Regions from separate parts of the Mus musculus genome. Here all the other regions are linked to region 2. The links are chromatin contacts, called in public promoter capture Hi-C maps. All regions are on one chromosome and are shown on one strand. The core of a region is the stretch at or near the end of the contact, and the rest is flanking DNA. Distances in the headings are between cores, read along the strand shown.

Region 1 (2,832 bases), core at 116-2,615, 5.7 Mb after region 2:
AACAGCAGCCTTCAGCAATCAGGATGTCTCCATGCTTAATTTTCCCCAGAGTTGTAGATCTGTGTGACTAGCCAGCGGCTGACATTCCCACTATACTACTGGGTTTTGAAATCTCAGTCTCCCTCTTTTTGTATTTATTTATTTATTTATTTATTTATTTATTTATTTATTTATTTTCTCCCAGTATGCATATGTATGTGAGTGTACAAGTAGAAAAGCAGGGCACAATTTTCAGGAATCAGTTCTCTCCCTTTATCATGTAGGTTCTGGGGACTGACTTAAGTACTCAGGCTTGGTAGCAAGTGCCTTTACCAACTGAGCTATCTTATCAATCACTCATTCTTTCTTAGGGTCTCACCATGTATCCCAGGCTGGCTTTGAACGTGCCTTGGTCCTCTCTAGTGTTCAGACTCCAGGGATATGCCTCCATGCTAAATGTTACATTCCATTCTTAAGAACCCCCACAAAAATGAATTCCACTACCAACGTGAGGCAAGAAGTGTGGCCACACTGGTGAACTTACTAGAACACCCCACACTCACCTGTATACAGACCATACCCTTTTCTGTAGATCTGGGAACCTGTGGGAAGAAAGTTGTAAGAATCAAAGACCATGGTAAGTTTTCATGGACCTGGACCCCTGTCCAGTCCTGAATCTTCATAACCTTTTATATCTAAATTATCTCTAAACTATGCATAGTGCTGAGTCATAGCAGCTGCGGGATGTTGCACAAAGCTTTATTCTCCTGAGGGCTCCATATTATTCTCTTCCAGCCCGCTCTAACTCTGTGCAGCTTTTGGAATATTTTGAATAACCTCTAGCTACATTTATCTTCCATTCAGTCCCGCTGGCTCCTCCGTAGTGAGGGCATAGTTAATGCACCTCACCTTGCCGTTTTTTTAGGCTGGAATGCTCCCGGTTAAAGTGGCCAAACGTGATACTGCCCACACAAATCAGTCAATCACTCTTCTCTTGGTCCCACTCTTCCATGCCTCATCAGACTAGTTACGAGAAATGCGGATCCCATCCACGAGCTTGGCACTGTTCTGGACACAGGGATTAAGTTTTTCATAAGGATGTGAGCTGAGCGGGAGTCCTCAAGGGGCTCTAGGACTCAAAGTATCTAGGGAGAGGGAGCGCCTAGTATGTGGCACTTACCTGAGCCAGGTGCTTCAGCGCCGCCATCCGGCTCTGTAGAGTACGCAGGGGCCGGTGCACGGCCGCCGCGGCTGATGATGGTCTGCTTGGCCGACACCCAGTGCCTGTTCGCTCTCGTACCTTTAGTCTAACTTGCTGATTTTAAAGCTCAGAATCCTCCAAATACCAACCCATGGACAGTTAAACCAAAGACAGGACAAAATGCAGGAAGTACCGCCCAATGTCTGTCGACCTTCCCAGGCAGAAACTGCCCTCTTTGGCTCAGCAGTTTGCTACTCTGCTCTTGGCATTGTGGGTAATGTAGTTCCTACTGCTCAGGCTTGAACCAACAGCAGCCCATAATCCATCCTCACAATGATCTTAATTTGTTTCAGAATATTTCTGCAGTAAAGGAAGAGTGGGGATTTTATTTGGGATTTTATTTGGGGGAACCTATATGTATTTATAAAGGAAAACACTCCAGATGCAATGCTGACACATCTCTGACCATGCTTAGTGAAGAAATATGTTGCTACTTATGGAAAGATATTCGACACACTGTAGCATGTTTTAAATAGAGATAATTTAGCCCAAATTTTGAAAGTTAAAACAGCAGACAGGAAAAACTTTTCGAGCCTCTCTTGAGAGGTTTTGTAAGCCACTCTGCATTTAGAATGAGTGAGTTAAATATAGAGTAAGCCAAATTGAAGAATAAATATGAAGAAAGAAATACCAAAACATCTAGTTGGGAGAAAATATCCAGCAAAAACCAAACAAGGCAGCCATCTGTGAGTCCTAATGGGGGAGATCCCCCGCAGAACAATGTCCTATCAGGTAACTTCAGGAAAGAACAAGGAGCACCATAAAGGGACAACATCATCCAATCAGGTATTCACAGCACTAGCAGAAGCTAACAGGGTGGGGAGGGCAAGGTGAGGCAATGACGGAGTTCCTGACTGAGCTTTCTCCCCAGGCATGAGCTTCCTATGGCTGAATTGTTCTTTTTCAATACAATAACTTATTAATGTATTATTTGTTTCTTTGTTTTAAGACAAGGCATCACTTCATAAGCCTGGCTGGCCTGGAACTCACTATGTAAACTACGCTGTTCCCTAACTCATAGGGATCCTCCTGTCTCTGGAGTGCTGGAATTAAAGGCATGGGCCATCACTCTGGGCACATTACAGAGATTTTTATATCCTAGGAGAAACAGTAGTAAATTTTGTTAGAAATGTTCACTTTATACCTGTTCTGAAGGACACACAATTTAACATTCAGGCTGTTTTGCTTTTCCCTCTGAATGAAAATTAAGACACAATAGCTCCAGGGTATGGTGGAAGAGGAAATTTTTATTGTAGATGTAAGGGAGAGTATAGACTGAGGCATCTAGAAAGATTCAGACAGACCAAGAGAGAGAGAGAATTCAAGGGAAGAAGTGAAGAGAAGAGACAGAGACAGAGACAGAGACAGAGACAGAGACAGAGAAGGGGTAGGGGGTAGGAGCAAGCTGATCAAGAGAGGCAAGAGTAAGCCAAGAGATCCTGTGGCTGAGGAAAGAGAAATTGAGGGAACTTAAGGGAGGTCCCTGGGTTAGCGTAGGGTGCAGAGTGAGAAGTGCCTACAGGAGCAAAAGGTACTGGCTGAGACTAGAGGCCAAGCAGACAATAGTATTCTTATAGCCCCTTGTTTCTCTG
Region 2 (2,834 bases), core at 133-2,632:
GGGGACACGTGAGACTGTGGTCTATGAAAACCTGTTCATTTCTCACTAATCAGGGGATAGGACTGTTGGTTCCCATCTATACCTCTTTTCTTGTTTTTGAATTGTCACTTCCTTAAAGTAGTTGCTGAAAACTAAACATGAGCTTCTTATCTTCTTACACTTGTCAGTTTCTTTCACCAGACCCTCAGCTTAAAAAAAAAAAAAAAAAAAAAAAAAAAAAAAAGAAAAAATAAAGGTTGAAAAGGATTGGTGAGATGGCTCAGTGGGTAAAGGTGCCTGCTACCAAGCCTGAGTTTGATTGATCTTCAGGATTCATATGTTGGAAGAAGGGTAGCGATCCGGAAAGGTACTCTCTGTCCTCTACAAGCAGGCAGTGGCACACACGTGCATGCCCCCCCCCCCCCAAATGTAATAGTATTGTTTTTTAATTAAAAAGCCTCAATCTGGCTTGCCAGTTCCTGGTTCAGAAATCGGTTTGTTTGTTTCTTCTATTGTAACCACCCTCTTGGGCAGTCCTCCAACTCCTCCCGAAACTCAATGATATTTGAGAACAAACGTCTCACCACTAGCCGACCCCTGAGCCGACTCAAAAGTTGAAAAGAAGCCTTTACTCACATGGGGCCAGGTTGTTGGAAGCGTGGAAGCCATACTGTCCTCCATGTTCTCTCCCAGGAGTAGGCAGAATGCTGACGAAACCTAAAGTGGAAGAGGGGGGCACTAAGGAATGTGCCCAGCGGCTCCCCCACCTCTGCCCATATCCCACCCCTCAGCAGGACATGACCAGTCCACCCCAAAATTGCAAAGTGCCCAGTGAATCCTCTTCCCGACTCCCATAAGCCTACAAGACAGGTTCCCCTCTAACCGAGAGGGGACAGCTGATGTCATCTAATCCAAAAGGCGGTTGGTTTTCTTAAACTGTGGTCCTTATTTAGAACGCGATGTCTTCCTTAGGATTTGTTCGGACCCACGACTACACACCTTCTCCCGGGTCCGTAGAAGTGGCGCCACAAACGAAGCCGACACTGGGTTCCAGAGGTTGCAAATAAAACAGAAGATGGGTGCTGCCCCCGACGGGCTTTCACGCAGCGCTACGATTGCGGAAAGACACAATGGCGCTCGCCCGTCGGTCTTGTCCCGAACTGCGCCAGCTCACGAGTCCGGACTACAACTCCCAGACGCCCCCGCGGACGTCGAGCGGCAGCAGTTAGGCGGCGTTTGTCCTGTTGGCGGGCGAAGCCGAAGTCCGAAAAGTGTGTTATTGACTGCTAAAGAACTAGGATGCAGCTTTTGAAGAAGGATACTAAGACGCTGAGCACCAGTACCTCTGTGGACAGAGACCGAGGCTAGGAGAGAATCGAACCCACTAACAGGAGCAAAAGAACTTGGACAAAACGGAAGCTAGGCATGGGCAAGGGGGTGGGCCGGAAGTGCTGGTGTTAGGTCGGCTGAGCGAGGCACGCCGCGTAGCAGAGCAAGGAAGGCGGGACGAGGGGACAGATGGAACCTACGGCTCTACTAGTGTAGAGGGGGAGGGAATCCGGATTGGGGCTGTCTGTGGGTCGGAGGCAAGAGAAGACAAAGTCATTTAACGGAGTTTACTGTGGGGAAGGAGAAAAGGATGCAATCTTACTGAAGTTTCACCGGTACCCTTAAAGGGAGAGGAAGAAAGGAGTAACTGTAGAAACAGAAAGCCATTAGGCATCGGAATTAAAAGTACTCAAATTTCCATGAGAGGACAGGCGTTTGCGTCCAGATTAGTAGAGTGGGCAGGGTTGTGTGGTCTGGGCAGGGTGGTGTGGGCTTATAACGTTTAGGTGGGAAGTATGGAGACCTGGTGGACTTAAAATATGGTAGGCTACACTAAATGTCCTCTCTAGTTTTCCCCAGCAGAGGAAGGGATGTAGTGAGAATCCTGGAATTTTGGTTTCTTGGAAGAACAAACAAATATTATAAAATAATATTTTGTTTGATTCCAGGTATAGGGATGTGGGGCTGCTTCAGACTGCCTGTAGCAGCTGACCGTGATTTGTTTTGTGCTCTAGCAGAATCGTGGTTCTGTCTGTAGCAGATAGTTTTTTGTGATTGTGTTATATTTGGAATTCTGAGAACTTTTCAGAGAGTATATTAATGTTAGGGCCCGATAGGCTAGGGGCTGGGCTGGACCAGTTGGTTGTATAGGGAGGAGGTTGGTTGTGGTTTCGTAGTAGCTGAGGTCAAAGGAGAAGCAAAAGAAAAGAAATCAGATTCAGGGATTTCCTAATTCCTCTCTCCCCTCTATTCCTGTTTCTTTCCAGTCTAGTGTTAAGGGGTAAAAAGGGGGCATGGATAAAGATGGGAGGAAGAGGAGAACCCACAAAGTTGCAAAGACCAGCTACAAAGGGACATGGAGGATCAGAGATGTATGAGGAAAACTAAAATTACACTCAGTCCCAGGGATGCTAACTGTAAATATCCATACATGTGGAGAGCTCTTGGGACTGCTTCTAGGAATTGGGCAGGAATTTGACATTAGGCTAGGACACGGAAGTAGGCTCAGGCAAGAATTTGACTTGGGGCTAAGATCAAGATCTTGATCGTTTTGTAAGTCCCTGAATACCACAGGACTTTGTTTATTGCCTTGTTTGTACCTTGACTTAGAACTGACCTTATTCTTTGCATGTACTTAGAATAGACTAGAAAAAACAGACTAGAGAAAAATAAACCCACTTCAGGCTCAGCAGGGGCTTGAGTCCTGTTATAATGTTGTCTAATTGTCTTTTTCTTTTCAATCTTCACTCCCTCCCTTGAGACCCTGCTGACTGACTGAGCTTGTTGGTTACACACAGGGGCTGATT
Region 3 (2,873 bases), core at 74-2,573, 6.7 Mb after region 2:
CCCACATGGCAGCTCACAACTGAAACTCTAGAATCAGAGGATGCAGTAAACACATATGCAGGCAAAATATGGATGCACGTTAAAATAAAAATAAATCATTAAAAGAAAAAAAAAGTACCCAGAACACCACCTGGCAATAAACAAACCCCACCTATTGCATTTACTATCAACACACATTAACCCTCCAACTCCTTGTGAGTCATTTACGTAAAGCCACTGTGAAACAAGCGCCCAAGACTAAATTGTAAATTGGAATAGGTGTTAAAATAGCATATAAAAAGGAGTGAAGACTGGCAGTGGTGGCTCATGCCTTTAAGCCCTGCTCTTGGGAGGCAGAGGCAGGCGGATTTGAGTTCAAGGCCAGCCTGGTCTACAGAGTGAGTTCCAGGACAGCCAGGGTTATACAGAGAAACTCTGTCTTGAAAAACCAAAAAAAAAAAAAAAAAAAGTTAAGATGAGTATTTTTGTTTGTTTGTTTTTAAATTCAATTACTTTCACCGGTTTAAAGCTTGGCATGGCTCTCGAGTGTGATTAAGGCCAGCCTGGGCTACAGGAGACCATACCCAAAACACCATCATCAACAACAACAAAAACCCTGAACAAAACAAAAAAACTAGGCCAACGCTTGTAATCTGAGCACGTGAGAGGCTGAGCCAGGAGGATCAGAACCGAGAGATTTAAGTCCCTCTTATCCTGTTAAAACCTGTCTCCAAGCCCCTTCTGCACATTAATGAATTTCGCCTCTCGCGACAAGCTAATGAGGCGGATACGCTTGTAATGAAGAAATACTTATCCTCCAGAACCTCAACTCGACAGAAGTGCGTGTGAACGTGTGACCAGCACACAGGACTAGCCACCTGCACCGGTCTACGCTGCTATGGCACGGTGCCCCTGGATAGACCCCTTCCCGCAATCCTTTTCGAAGAGGTTAGAGGTCCCGGCGCCCCAGGATTTCTCAGTGGGGTCCAACTTCCACTCCACTCTCAGTTTCCAACCATCCCAGGGCTCCCCCTCGAACATCCCAGCCCCCTCCCGCTGCCCAGCCTCCCCAGGCCTCCAACTCTCCCGCGTCTGCATCTCGCGTTCCTCCCGCTCCCCGGCCCGCCCCCAGAACCCCACCTCCAGCCTCCTATCATCCCCCTCCCCCAAGCCGCCCATCCCTCCCTTCCTCTCCCTCCTCCAGACCTGGGTACCCCTCCCCGTGGTCCGCCCGTTCCCCGTACACCGGACTCCCCAGCCCTTCCTTTTCCCTCTAGCTCACCTCACTCTCCTGGGCGAGGCCCCCCAAACAACCTCACCTTCCCGCACATGCGCACAAAGCTCATCGGGACTCCATGCCCCAGCAGGCTTTGCGCCAAATTCACCCGTACTTCCCCGCCCCCACGTCCCCTCACTCTCTACACTAGGAATCGCTAATTCTACCCAACACTTCCCACCTCTCCCAGCTGGAAACTACATCTCCCAAGAAACATCGCGACAAAGCGGCTTTCCATTAGCCCTACTGTGATGAGTCCTGTACGCTCGTGCGTCCCGAGCTAGCCAGAAAACTACATTTCTTAAAGTGTAAAGAAGAAAACCCGATTCCTATTGGCTCACACAGGCGCAAACAGAGCGCTTCTGATTTTGGACTACATTTCCCAGATTTCACGTGGATTTCCTTCCTCTACCATCCCTCACAAGACACCCCGCCGGCTGACTTCTGGCAAACGCGGACGGGTCGGGGAGGGATAAGAGGAATCTGTGGTTTCGTTGTCGTGGAAACCGGGGGAGGCAGCACACTTGGGAGACCCGCCTCCAGGACCTTTAAGCGCCTATAGAGGAGGTCGTGGAGGCTATGCCAGAGTTCTCCTCAGATCAGCAGTGGGAGATCCGTCTCCTTGACAACAGTTGCAGTATCGCCCTCCCGCTCCAGTACTAGGTTAAAGGAAGGTTGAGGCTGGTCAACGAAACCTGACCTCTGAGAATTAGTTCGCTCGTCCCATACTGTCAGTCCACTCTCTAGCCTCAGTTTCCCGTCTTGTGAATAGGAAGGAAAATATTACGTGTCAAACGGCGCTTGTGTAGCCCCCTACGGACACTGAAGCCTCAGTTTCCCTACCTCAGAAAAGGCAAGAAGGTTTTGAGTTTGCTCTTTGTAATATGTATGGGTGTTTCGCTGAGTCGGTGCACCATGTGCTCGCAGTACCCACGGAGGCCAGAAAGCGGCGTGGGATTCCCTTAGACCTGTATTACAGACGGTTGTGAGCCACATGTAGGTGCTAGAAGGACGTCTAGAATAGCTTGTGCTTCGTTGTTAACCTCTTTGTCATCTTTCCAGCCCTACCCCTACCTACTACCCCAACGCACCACATACACACGTACTCGCAGGAGCGCAAGAAGGTTATGAGACTTTCTGTTTACGTGATAGATGGCTCTTACAAGCTAGTGGGGCAGACAGAGACTCTCCCCTCCTCACTGGACTTCGAAAAAAGGTGACATTGGCACACAAAGGAAATCATGTGAAGCAGAGTTGTTATTGTCCTTACCAAATTCGTGGATGGACAATACCATTGCCCTAGTTTCTATTTACTCACTAGTTTACAGCTTAGAGACGGATCTATCCCCACAACAGCTAAACTTAATCCTGTCCCACCTCTCTGCCCTCTCTGTCCCTCATCTTGGTAAGTGTGCTAACCACACAAGCTGCTTTGCTATTTGAAGAGCGAGCCTGCAATACCACATTCTTTTCCTAGTGGTGCTTTTCACATACTAGTTGGATTCTTTTCGTATATGATTTAAAACTTTTTTAAGACGGAGTCTCTTGTAGCCCAGATTAGTCTCCAACTCACTGTCTGGCTAAGGATGATCCTCTGCCTCCGCCTCCAGAATGCCAG

The links. Promoter capture Hi-C pulls out the DNA fragments that hold promoters and counts their contacts.
Region 1: a promoter capture Hi-C map of pre-B cells shows a contact between it and region 2. The contact joins the promoter of Zfp418 here to the promoter of Zfp110 in region 2. A contact is called at or near these places in 3 of 39 promoter capture datasets (cranial neural crest, frontonasal cranial neural crest and pre-B cells).
Region 3: a promoter capture Hi-C map of cranial neural crest shows a contact between it and region 2. The contact joins the promoter of Zfp444 here to the promoter of Zfp110 in region 2. A contact is called at or near these places in 3 of 39 promoter capture datasets (cranial neural crest, frontonasal cranial neural crest and pre-B cells).

Annotation. Positions count from the first base shown.
Region 1 is chr7:7,169,886-7,172,717 of GRCm38.p6, reverse strand. It overlaps Zfp418 (zinc finger protein 418), which reads right to left and starts at 1,365. Exons shown (of 4, transcript NM_146179.2): 1 at 1,160-1,365; 2 at 543-581. The coding sequence starts at 1,186.
Region 2 is chr7:12,833,309-12,836,142 of GRCm38.p6, reverse strand. Zfp110 (zinc finger protein 110) reads right to left here and starts at 1,382. Exons shown (of 8, transcript NM_022981.5): 1 at 979-1,382; 2 at 616-696. The coding sequence starts at 660.
Region 3 is chr7:6,170,963-6,173,835 of GRCm38.p6, reverse strand. It overlaps Zfp444 (zinc finger protein 444), which reads right to left and starts at 1,323. Exons shown (of 4, transcript NM_028316.3): 1 at 1,262-1,323.